Regions from separate parts of the Salvelinus alpinus genome. Here region 1 is linked to region 2. The links are chromatin contacts, called in public Hi-C maps. All regions are on one chromosome and are shown on one strand. Each heading gives the region's core, a stretch centred on a gene start, on an enhancer-like site or on the middle of the called end of the contact. The rest is flanking DNA. Distances are from core to core; before and after follow the strand shown. Region 1 holds the start of LOC139581149 (transcription factor LBX2-like). Region 2 holds the start of LOC139581147 (nanos homolog 1-like).

Region 1 (6,041 bases), core at 1,046-3,545, 150 kb before region 2:
CCTTGGGCACATTCGAGTTTTTGGTTGATGTCCTTTAGCAGCTGAATGTGGATGAAAAGTTAAATAATTGCCCCCCACCCCCAGCGTTAAATGTACATACACATTTTGCAGTCATGATCCTGTACCAAAACACTAAGTATTTTTCATATCCAATTAAAATAAAGATGTAGGCTATTCCTCAAATAATTTGGTGAAATTGAAACAGAGAAGGCTTTACAGTCCTATTAATAAATTAAAATGGAGAAGAGTAGAAAGTAAACTTTCCTTTTTTAGTTTCACTTCTCCCGTCGTCAATATCCGTGCAAAAGTTAAAAATGCCCTTTCTTAAAACATGGGCCTACTGTCAATCGTCCACCTCAATCTCTTCGTCCTCCTCTGAGAATTCGTCCGTGGTTTGATCTCTGGATGAAGAGGGGGACTGTGGAAATGCTCGGTGTCCTTGTGACGACGGGGAGATGCTTCCTTGCGGGTCGTCAATGTCTTCTTCCATGGTGACTAGCTTTTGCAGGGTTTGTGGTGGTATTTTCTTGAGCGACTCCACGTCCGCTTTCATCTCTTCCAAGTCTCTCTTGAGCTTGGCCCGTCTGTTCTGAAACCAGGTGATGACCTGAGCGTTGGTTAGCCCCAGTTGCTGAGCTATCTGGTCTCGATCGGCCGGAGACAGGTATTTCTGGTACAAAAAGCGCTTCTCGAGTTCATATATCTGATGGTTGGTGAAAGCTGTCCGGGACTTTCTCCTCTTTTTTGAGGTCTGCCTCTGTCCAAAGGCGTTCACATGCTCACGACCTTTAGGGAAACCAAAATACAGTCACTCTCCAAAACAATATCAGAACAACATGTCTACAAACGTCCTCAAGTGTGCCATGATTAGCAGCTTTGTTATTGAGGCTTTTTTTTAATAGGGTTACAGATGCAAAGCAGATGCAAACTATTTTTGTGTATGGCCAATTGTGGTGATGGGTATGGTTTGGTAATAACTTGTGGGCAGCATTCCATAGAGCCATATGAAATGAATGACATGTATGTTTTACATTGCCCATGCATCATTAGGATTAACATGGCTGTCAATATCAGGATCTAAATAAATATAATTCTACTAAATCAAACAGCCTATAAAACGTTGCAACTTAATTTAATGTTACACCAGGAAGCACAATAGAGAATGTCGGTTTAGAGGCCTGCTTTGCCAGCCAAATAAATTGCAGGTTTCCTTATACTGGTGTTTAGTATCTAACAAATCAACTCAAATGCTGAAATAATAGCCACGGATAGATTGCATCGCACAGGCATGATTGTTTGGGGAATTTAGGCTTAGCAATAGCTTGAGACATAGCCTATTGCAATGCCTTTAAAAAACACAAGTTTGACAACAGTTCACACAACCAATAGGCTATCAACAATAGCTATTGGAGATTATGCATATTTGGTTAATACAATCACTAACTGAATCTGTACATGTACATTATTAAAACGTCATGTCTATTGAAATCCTTACCTTCAGCTGCTTGTATAACGCTGACTTCCAGACCTTTAAATGTTTTGCTGGCTAGTTCCTCCAGAGCGCATAACGGCGAAGAAGGAGTGGTAATACCGTTCCTTGCTGCGTTTGAGCCGGACACTTTTTCAATAACTCTCGGTGGACAGAGATTAGCAACTGATTTCTTCACCGAGGGTTTGTTTAGAATATCCTCAATACTGAACGGCGTCAGTGGCTTGTTGGAGTTGGCCGGGGGTGGAAGCTGGTCCAAAGGACCCCGTCTCCTCTCCTCGCTGCTGGACTGCAACACGGAGCCTGCCTTCATGTCTTTACTGGAGGTCATCGACAATCCAAAGGAATTACTGCTGACAAAGGCTGATTATTTCATTCAAATGCTAGTTTAAACGTCCACGAGTGTTTCCTTCGATTCGCGTCTTCTTCACACCCCACTTTTTTTTGTATCACTTTCAGTCGAATCTTGCAACTTCACTTGTCTGAAATGTTTCCTCCAAAATAACCATGCTTCGGGCGTAGGCTGCAGTTTCACAGGCAACCGAATTGTATTCCCTTCCAGAGAGAGACAGTACCTCTGCGAAGTTCCATGAAGATCTTTAGAAAGTTTAACGGGTAGTGGCTGGGGGGCGATTCCTGCGAGGAATAAGCTGTCTCAAGGAACAAGAAAAAGCAAGCAACTGCTAACGAGTTATTGTTGATTGGGCGAAGTTCAATTAGAGAAACACTACACTACTTGCTGACCCGCTGCTGCGTCTTAAAGGGCCAGACCAAAATAACTAATTGGACGCGGGAATAGGAGGAGTGTCGCCTCAGTGTTGGGGATGTTTGAGGAGAGGGTGATGGCTTGAAATGTTTATGCATTTCAAGCCATCACCCTCACCCCACGCCCCCCTTCCCACAGGCAACATGTTCCCCGTGTATTTCTCTGGGAAGGGAGTTGATGCTCATTAAACAATGCCACAAGCATTCTTGTGAATAATGGTATTATTATTACAGTACACAGTACGTCTAATTGACCATTAAAAAAAGTTTCAGTATTGCCACCATTTGTAGCTTAATCATGAAAAATTATACGAGATTTGAAAGCACTTATGATTCGAAGACAAAAGGGTTAGGTGTATAATGTAAGTGCTAGTAACCACAAGCTTGACCAGGGTACATTAAACTCTGCTCACTGCACAACTAGCCTAATTTAGAAATCCCCCCTGCAGAAAATCAAGCAATATAGTAGGTAGGCCTAACCCAAATACAGTAATATGCCATTTTGTGACAAATGTGCATTATTATTAGGCTACTAATGTGTTATTATTATGTTTTGAGTGCATTGTCTTATTAACAACTGTTTTCTAGCATTGTACAAAAGTTAGCCTGCATTATAATGAACATTCCATGTTAGCATGCTCATTAAGTTTCAAGCACAAAGCATAGACGTGTTATCCTTCCTGTCGTGAGGTTATAGGCTTTATACGTTTTGGATCTTTTGGGAGAGGAACGGCTTCAAGAAAAACCTTAACCTTTAACCTTTTTTCTGCCCATCAGTTATCGGTGATTTATTATTATTATTATTTTTAAGTAGTTATACTATTATCTATTCTAGCCGTATAGGAAGCTAATGAGACAACCTGGGAATGATTAGGAGAGAAATAGTGAATTTTAGGACAGTGTCGAATTGCACTATAATGCGCCATAAAATGTCATAGAATAGCATGCTGATAAATATGACGCGTGACAATACTTTGTGATATGTTGAGCTCGCAGGTAAAGAGACGCGACACAGAAGAGTTGTCACGCTCTCATTCTCTCCCCTTCGTTAATGATGTGAATAATAAATTCTGATGATGCAAGGGCTATACCATGTAAGGGTAGATCATAGAATGAAAAAGGGGTACGTTCGACAGCAACGAGGAGCAGGTAGGTTGTGTGTTGTATATCCATTGAGCAGAATGACTTCAGAATTTTACACTAACAAGTATGGTAGACCTAGAATATGCATGCATTAATCGTTCGTTAAATATTTTTCAAATCGGTTTAACGATAATCTTCGAAAATTGTTTTATGCAGCCTATAGCCTATACTATTCATCTGAAGTATGAAGATGTATGCTAATGGTTTCAATAATAGCCTATTGCAATTACAAATAAGTAATGTGTTTAACAGGAATTGTGTCTTTATGCTTAGGCCTACAGCGAAATGTTATTTGTATTTTCGTTTATTAAAATATAATATATTGAGAAATGTGTATTATATTTTTTATATATAAACGTTCATTGTTTATGGCGCACACAGACTATCCAAAAATGTAGAATCTTAGCCTATTAATTCAAAAAAGGGACACATTTTGCATGAAATAGGACAATATCCCCATATGAATATAGAATGCTTTTCCCAATTATTTTTTTCTAATAAAAATAAATTCCACTGGCATGTTTACAAACTGCTGGAGAATTATTTTTATTATTATAGTATTTTATTCCGCACATTAACACCGTGCTCTCTGCAGAGTGATAGACAGATTTACAAATCAGAGGTGGCAATTCTGAACTTATTCCCACACCCCTCACGGCGCGTGTCAACAAAATCAATTATTATCTATTTCAAACCCGAAATATATTGACAATGCCCAATGTCGCTGTTATTTAGTAGTTTTATAAATAATCGATTGAAATGGTAAATGCATTTCTTACATGAACCATTAACAGAATCGAGCCTTTGCAGAAACATCGTACTGTTCGTGCTAACACCATATGGTGACATTCGTGTGGGGACGAAACCAGGCCAAATAACATTAGAGTTATACAACTGCACGAGATTCGATTAGCTTAGATGGAAACCCGCCGTCTTGGGTGTCATTCAGCAATATTGATGGGGATGTGTTCTTATTAAACAAGGGATACTTCATTTGAAGGGCTCAATTGAATCCAACCAACATTATACAATTGCAGAGTGGTTTTAGCTGCAAATATCATGAGGTACAGACTTCCCCCACATGCGTCAATTTAGGCCTTCATTAATTTTCCTCTTTCAAAAAAACATCATCAGTAGGCCTATCACACTAACAATGTGTTGCTTCATCTCATGATTTGAAGGATATAGCCGAGCTCAAATCCTTCTCAGTTAAGCCTACCCAGGCTTAGGCCATCCATCGCATTTCTTTAACAACACGACAATTACAGCCTGATAACTATAAAGCAATGTCTTGTTACTGATCAACAATTTTAACATTTTAAATGTTTCTATTTGGTTGCAGCGATGTCTCTCAAACAACGAGTTCGTCTTCACATGCTGTGATATTTTATGTCGAAGTGGAAAATCTTTCAAATCTTTTACAATTGCAGTATAACCTTAGGTATGCTTACATTTACAGGATAACTTGGAAATGGAGACGAACCCACCCAACCATGCTTACCGATGTGTCAACTATTAGGCTATGTCGTCTCGATGTAAAATAGTTAATTTTGTACTAACAGACAATTCAGGGTGTAGGCCTATGCAGGACAAATACATCATGTAACGTTGCTGTGTTAATATCAGGCTTCTTTCAAAAATAGATAGTTGCACTCTATGCCAAGCAAGAACACAGCGGAGGGCCAACGAGCCATGGAGTGACGGAAAGAATGGGGTGTTATATTTCCCTCAAATGTAGCAAGCATTAATAGTTCTAAAGATAAGTCCACCGATATCTTTTTTTCCAAACTTGTTTCCTATGGTCTTTACGGTCTCAACCGGAGCAGTGCTAATTCGAAAGGTTTTCTTTGACTTAATTGAACCGTTAATTAGAAACAGAACACCTGACATCATAAATCATCAACTCGTAGGGGAGTTGCGTTTTATATTAGGCATAGCTCGATCTCGTCACTCCCCGGAGCCGGTCCCCTATACGTCACATATTGCTGCTCATGGCCACTCAATTTTCCTTGTAGGGCCTACAGTGAAGATTTGTTGGGGCTGGCTATTGGAAAGCCGTATTCAGACTATCAAAATATCATCGCCAACTGGTCTTTGGAATAACTGCGGACATAAACAGTTGGTTTTGAATGTTGATTTTCTGATTCTTTAGGCTCCACTGTAGGGCTTTTTGGTGATGCTTTGCAGATGTTCGAGAAAATAAAGTACCCTGACCTGGTACTTCAATAAACTAAAACTGGAGAAGAACAGGCCTTGTTCCATCAAATCGTAAAATAAGCATAAATTATGCAGGTGCATTGATTTGTCCATTTACATTTTCTCTCTGTCCATGCTTTCAAACAAACTATTTGAGATTTATATTTCATCACCAATATCATTTGGCTTTACAATATAGTGAAACTTGGGACGCCCATGGCAATACAACTGTTGATGTGCCACATTTGGATGTCATTCAGGTAGCTTGGCGTATTATATTTATTCGTCACTCTTTCCATGTTCTTTACTGAATCCTGTTGCAAAACAAAACAGCTGTACTAACAGCGTAAATATAACATGATACAGGAACGCACATTTAACGTGGGCGCAATATAGAAGGTTACACGTATGAGTGATAAATGCTTACAGGGAAAGAGAGAGGGCTTGC
Region 2 (5,936 bases), core at 3,344-5,843:
CCAATTGAATGTGTCTAGTAAAAAGTCCTTCATTTACGAATGATGTGTAATACGGACATGCTAGAATCTTACACCACCAAATGACAACTTACTGTAGTGGAAGACGTCACAGTAATACACTTCTACATGGGGATACATTCTATAATACACTTCTACATGGGGATACATTCTATAATACACTTCTACATGGGGATACATTCTATAATACACTTCTACATGGGGATACATTCTATAATACACTTCTACATGGGGATACATTCTATAATACACTTCTACATGGGGATACATTCTATAATACACTTCTACATGGGGATACATTCTATAATACACTTCTACATGGGGATACATTCTATAATACACTTCTACATGGGGATACATTCTATAATACACTTCTACATGGGGATAAATTCTATAATACACTTCTACATGGGGATACATTCTATAATACACTTCTACATGGGGATACATTCTATAATACACTTCTACATGGGGATACATTCTATAATACACTTCTACATGGGGATACATTCTATAATACACTTCTACATGGGGATACATTCTACATGTTGCGTCTATGATTCATGCATGTGAGATCCACAGGAAGGCTGGAGTAAGCAATATGTCGGAGGCACATGAGAATACCCACCTTACTTCCCCTCCTGGAATGGCTTTAGTTCTCTACTGCTCTTCAATTTGACTCGCATCAAGGTCCACAGGTGACGCGATGCAGCATCCTTAGGAACAGGTGACTTTGAGAAGGGGGTGGGTCATTAAGACTCCTTGCCCTGTAAGCAATTATCCGTCTTCAGTATTTTATCATGTCGAAAATGACAGAGGGACCTATGATGGCCCATGGGGCACTGAACTATGTGTCCTGTTAGTCTATCCCGACAGCAACAGCTGAGTTGATACGCGCCAGCACTCTGTAATAGACATTTCGATCCATGTTTATTCAGCATTGTACAATAGAGGTCAGGACTTCAAAAGTAGTGTCCAGAGAGTTGCAGGTTCCTTTTCCTTTTCTGGTATAGAAATCACCAGCTAGTTAGTGAATGGCCTCTACTGACTGGGACCACGCCCATAAAGCAGACCTATAATAGAAGTGCCAAATTATGGTAATAAGAAGCATCATTTGTTTACTGTTTAAACTCATTACTTAACACATAAAGCTATAATCCATAGAATCCATCCTCATACTATGTACAAAGACTATTATCTGCATAGTATAGGTTTACAGTATGCTATTAACAGGCAACCATTTCCCATCATAAAATCATGTAAGATATGCATCTCATAAATGGTGGAACTAACTAGATTACTCAAATCCTGTTTGCAGCACAGCTAATGGGGTGGGGTGGCAGGGGAATAGGGCCTGTTATGGCGGCCATGTTTGTCTGAAATGATACCCGCCAGGCTTTTTCCCCACCACTGTTCTCCGAGAGATAAATCCCTGTTGCACTTAGTATTCATCCATTTTTAATGCAGGGCCCCATCTGGAAAATGAGAGGGAGGAGGAGAGGAGAGGGAGAGAGGGAGAGTAGAGGGCTGAGAGGTGTGGATGGCTGTGCTCAAGGCTTCACAACAGTCCCCAAGTGCCTACTGTAATGTCTGCCTTCTGAATTCCCCTTTTCTCAAAAGGGGTCCAGAAGTTATGGGCTGCTGGCTCCTGCCATTCCAGAAATAGAAGGTGGAGAGGCTAGGAGAGGGGGAAGTTATTCAATAGTCTTCAGTGCAAACATGATCCGTGTTGAATGGGGAGGCACACAGGCTTGGACATTCCAGAGTGGGCAGCCTTCATAAACAACAGGCAAGTGCTTGGAACAACCATGGGGCTTTGTTTGTCCAGCTGAGATTGGCTCTCAAGCAGAGAGACTTTGACTTCTAGAGCCGAGGAAGATAGCTCCCCCCATCTGTTGAAGTATGGACTTTAAAGTTGTGTGGGCTGAAACAATGACAGATAGGGCCAAGAATGATATGTGCAATCTTTAATGGTATTTTCAAGCCTACATTGAATATCTAGCAATAGCAATCGCATACTGTTTATGTAAACTGGTGAATGAGGTATGTCTATCAAGTTGATCAATAAAATCAAGGCATGAGCTAAAATATTTGATGAGATGTTTATTTCTCTAATTAATTCATATCATTTATTCTGCACAGGCAGCATACATGGAAATTGTGGTAAAATACAAATAACAAAGTTCAACAGTGTTAATTTTCTAATTTCATTTAATCAGAAACCTTATATTAAAAGTGGCAAATTGTCAATGGTTTTCAATAGATTCCATTCTCTTGCACACACCCTCAAGAATGTAACATTGAACAATTAAATTTAAAAAGTACGGATATCACTATGCACAGACCCTCACCTTTTTGGCGAAGAATGCTTGAAGCTTATTGGAAATTCACTTTTGTCATGTTTGAATGCAGGAAAAAAAATACAATTATGTTATACAAAGATCAAAAATACTATTAAAAACCCTTATTATAAATGGCAGCACTATATTAATAAACTGCTGTTGACATTTTACATGTAAGTACAAAATCCTGTTGAGGTAGAACCCTCTGAAGTCACTTGAAATGTTAAAATGCTGAATAAACGTCACTCAACTTTATATACAATACTCTCTTCCTCACTTCACTTCATTAAAATTGTATAATCCTTTGGTAAACATAACTGTCAGAAATGTGTAGTCCTGCAACTGACAACTTTCCATCGTACATTCACAATAGTTTTGCATGTTTTTGGATTGATTCAGGGAAATAATGCAAAAAGGGGCTAATACATTGGTTTTTAGAAAAGCTTGTTTAATAACATTCATTTGCGCTATCCAACTGTTTTCTCAAAGTGAATTGTCCTCCTGACTCTACTATTGCAGAGCACTCCTTGAATCCCCAGTGCAGTCCTCTGTTGAAGACTTTTTGGGGGTAGACCAAAAAAACAACATGCCATTGTTGATTAAAAAAAAGACTGCATGAAAGAGATACCTACAAGCAATTATATCCAGTGTGTTACCCTCTCTTGGTAATGTAAACATCAAGGGTATCTCTTATTTGGGTAATGATTATTCATAAGCCTGGGTGATGAAACCAACTGCTGTGTGACATGGGGGATGAAAGTCATTTGGCTTGGCTATTATTGACTATGAAGTTACACAGAAAATACCAGGCCATAACAGAGAATTCATTGTCTTGTTTTTTTCATGCAACAGATATTAAATCAGAGCAAGTTTAAAACTGTGTTGTGGAGTAGCAGACAGAGGAGTGGGCCTCAAAGTGCCATACCTTGTTTTACAGACATCTTGAATGGACATTGCTTTCATTCATGAACATTCTTAGCTTGTTTAATAGCATACACAACTTTGGTTTTCAAAGACAAAAGAAATAGCTAGTAGGCTAAGCTTACAGTAAAACTTACTGGCAACATGACAATCACACCCTCACGCCCTGCTAAATCCATGTTCCCCGCAAAACACTCAGCATTTATTCACACATTGTGATTATGAATATAGGTAAATTTCAATGAACACTCAAATAGCTACACACTATCAGAAAATAAATTCAATGTATAACGAATAAAATAATCTATGTGAATAAAGCAACTATAAAAATATAAGAGATTTTGGAAAAAGAATAACATCGGTATATTTTTTTTGTTTACGAAATCATGTAGCCTTAGCAGTTAGGACTGGGATATGCTATAGCCGCAATCGAAACAGTCATCTGAAAATTGTTCAGTGCAATTCAATTTAGTTTCTTTGCTCGTGTAAAAATCTATCTCTAGAATATTTTCATTCGTTTACCACCCACTGCCCTCCCTCCCTTTAATGGTCGCTGGGCTGGTTGATCTTTGGAGAGTGGACAGTACTTAATTGTGTGCGCATTATCACCATTGGCGCTACAAAGAGGGCATGTATAAGCGCGAAGAATGGGGCACACCACCCTCCCGTCCGGTGTCTTCAGAACGTGGGAGCCATACACCTCCTCCGGTGCACCATTATTCCTGCAGAAGACACAGATTTTGGGCTCCTGTTTATTCCTCGACGTTGGCTTGCGCATCTTCCTCTCCACTCCGAACAGGTCAAATCCTGCAAAGCTTCCCCCGAAGCCCAAGTCCCGGTCTTGTAGTGGGACACCACCGATTTGGTTTTGGAATGGGCTCAGAATTGAAAAGCGCTCCTTCAAGTCCAGGATGGAGGTAGGCAGGGGGCTCACAGATGGACAACAGCAGTCCAGGTGTCCGCCTTCACTACTGCCCGAGATTACGCACGCACATGCTGGGGAGTCATCCAAACCCAGAGTTGCTTTCAGGGACTCGGTGATGGAGTTCGGGCTTTCGGGCATCATGTGCTTGTTATTCTTCGTGACCAACGTCGACAGACCCAGATAGTCGTTCCAAAAATTAAATGTATAGTCATATGGGTTGCGCGCACTCAAATAGTTATGATTGAGAAAATCCATGATAGTTTCTCGTTTCTATGCACAAACACCAATATAATCCTCGAAATTTACTGCCAGAGTTCGTTTCCAGGGTGGTTGGTGAACTGTGGTCTGCTCCAGTGTTCTTGTGTTAAACGCTTGTACAACAGGCTTGCTGTTTATAAGGAGTCGGGGAAAGCTGAAAAGAGGGCGGGGCTCTCTTCTCAAAACAAGTTTATGATCAGGTTGAAGCGCAGTCTTTCTCTTCAAGGGTAGGTTTGGGAAGCGCGAAACAAATCCAATATGGTCCGAACTGGCAGAGGTTGGTTGGAAAACACCCTCATATCATAATCACACAGCAAAGCCTACACCGAAATATACTATTGATTTCACCGTTTTTGAAATGGTTGCATTACGCACCAGTCATCTCTGTTCAGAGCAGTGAACGCCAGTACACCCGTAGCTTTACAGTACGGAAGGATTTGGCTAAGCAGTCAACGCATCGTTCTCTGTTTGTCCCGGGCAGCACAGTATTAATAGCCTACATTGAGGATGGGGAGTTCATTTTGGGTGCGATGTCAAAACCTACTCAAATAGCTTGCATACACATGTTTGTGCGCATTTCTGGTGCACACTTGAACCCTTTCAAGACCATGCACGCACACAAGCCCTTTGTTCCTAGAGCACCCTCTCTACCACAGTGATACAACATTTCCCACCTGACACTTGTCATATCACTGACAATTTCACATAGGCGATGAGCTGGATACTATGATAACAACAGCAATGCCATATCATTTTCTGTTATATGTAGGCTTATGTCCATACTATGTCGTTCAATATAAGGTTAGCCAATTTGAACTTTCACTGGATGGATGTAGTGACTATGATATACTGTAACACTTATGATTAACCAAATTGGCATAAGGTATTCCCCACAGCAAACTACAGTATTAGAATTAAATGATACATATTTGTCACTGATATCATGATTATCCCCATTTAGTAGACCTACAGTGTATTTTGGAAGGGTAGTGGTGATTTCGTAGGTTATATTGCAGACTACTGTGCTTGTCATACTGTAGGTTGTCAGTAGATTTACTTTGGTATTCCCCTTTTAGAGTGTTCCTGCTGTGGCTTTGGCACTGTGTGAAAAACCTCCTCCATCAAGCCACATTGTTCTACAAGCTGAGGGCTGAATGAAGGCAAACTGTGTTGCCCTTTAAGCCACCCTCTCCAATCCCCCCTCCCTGAGTACAGAGCCCTAATGATCACAGATAAATGTCACTCACATTTATACAGTGGCATAGTCCTCATTTGCATATTTGACTATATTCAAGCAACAAAGAGAGGAGGACGGGGAGGCAGGAGCATATACAGAGTTGACAAGGTGCATGCAGGGAAAATGATGGATCCGCAAAACACAAAAGTCTCCGAATAGAATCTCATCCTCCATTATAACTTTATCTTATGGATCGACCAAAATGGAACAGAGATACAGGTGTAAATTGGAAAGT

The links. A called contact is a pair of places that touch in the nucleus more often than the background predicts.
Region 1: a Hi-C map of red muscle shows a contact between it and region 2, with 10 times the contacts expected there. The contact joins the promoter of LOC139581149 here to the promoter of LOC139581147 in region 2. A contact is called at or near these places in 2 of 3 Hi-C or Micro-C datasets (muscle and red muscle).

Annotation. Positions count from the first base shown.
Region 1 is chr7:51,889,439-51,895,479 of SLU_Salpinus.1, reverse strand. It overlaps LOC139581149 (transcription factor LBX2-like), which reads right to left and starts at 2,295. Exons shown (of 2, transcript XM_071410613.1): 1 at 1,496-2,295; 2 at 1-786. The coding sequence starts at 1,820. The coding sequence ends at 344.
Region 2 is chr7:51,738,435-51,744,370 of SLU_Salpinus.1, reverse strand. It overlaps LOC139581147 (nanos homolog 1-like), which reads right to left and starts at 4,593. Exons shown (of 1, transcript XM_071410610.1): 1 at 2,107-4,593. The coding sequence starts at 4,461. The coding sequence ends at 3,781. All of the region lies in intron 2 of LOC139580223 (a long non-coding RNA gene), which reads right to left.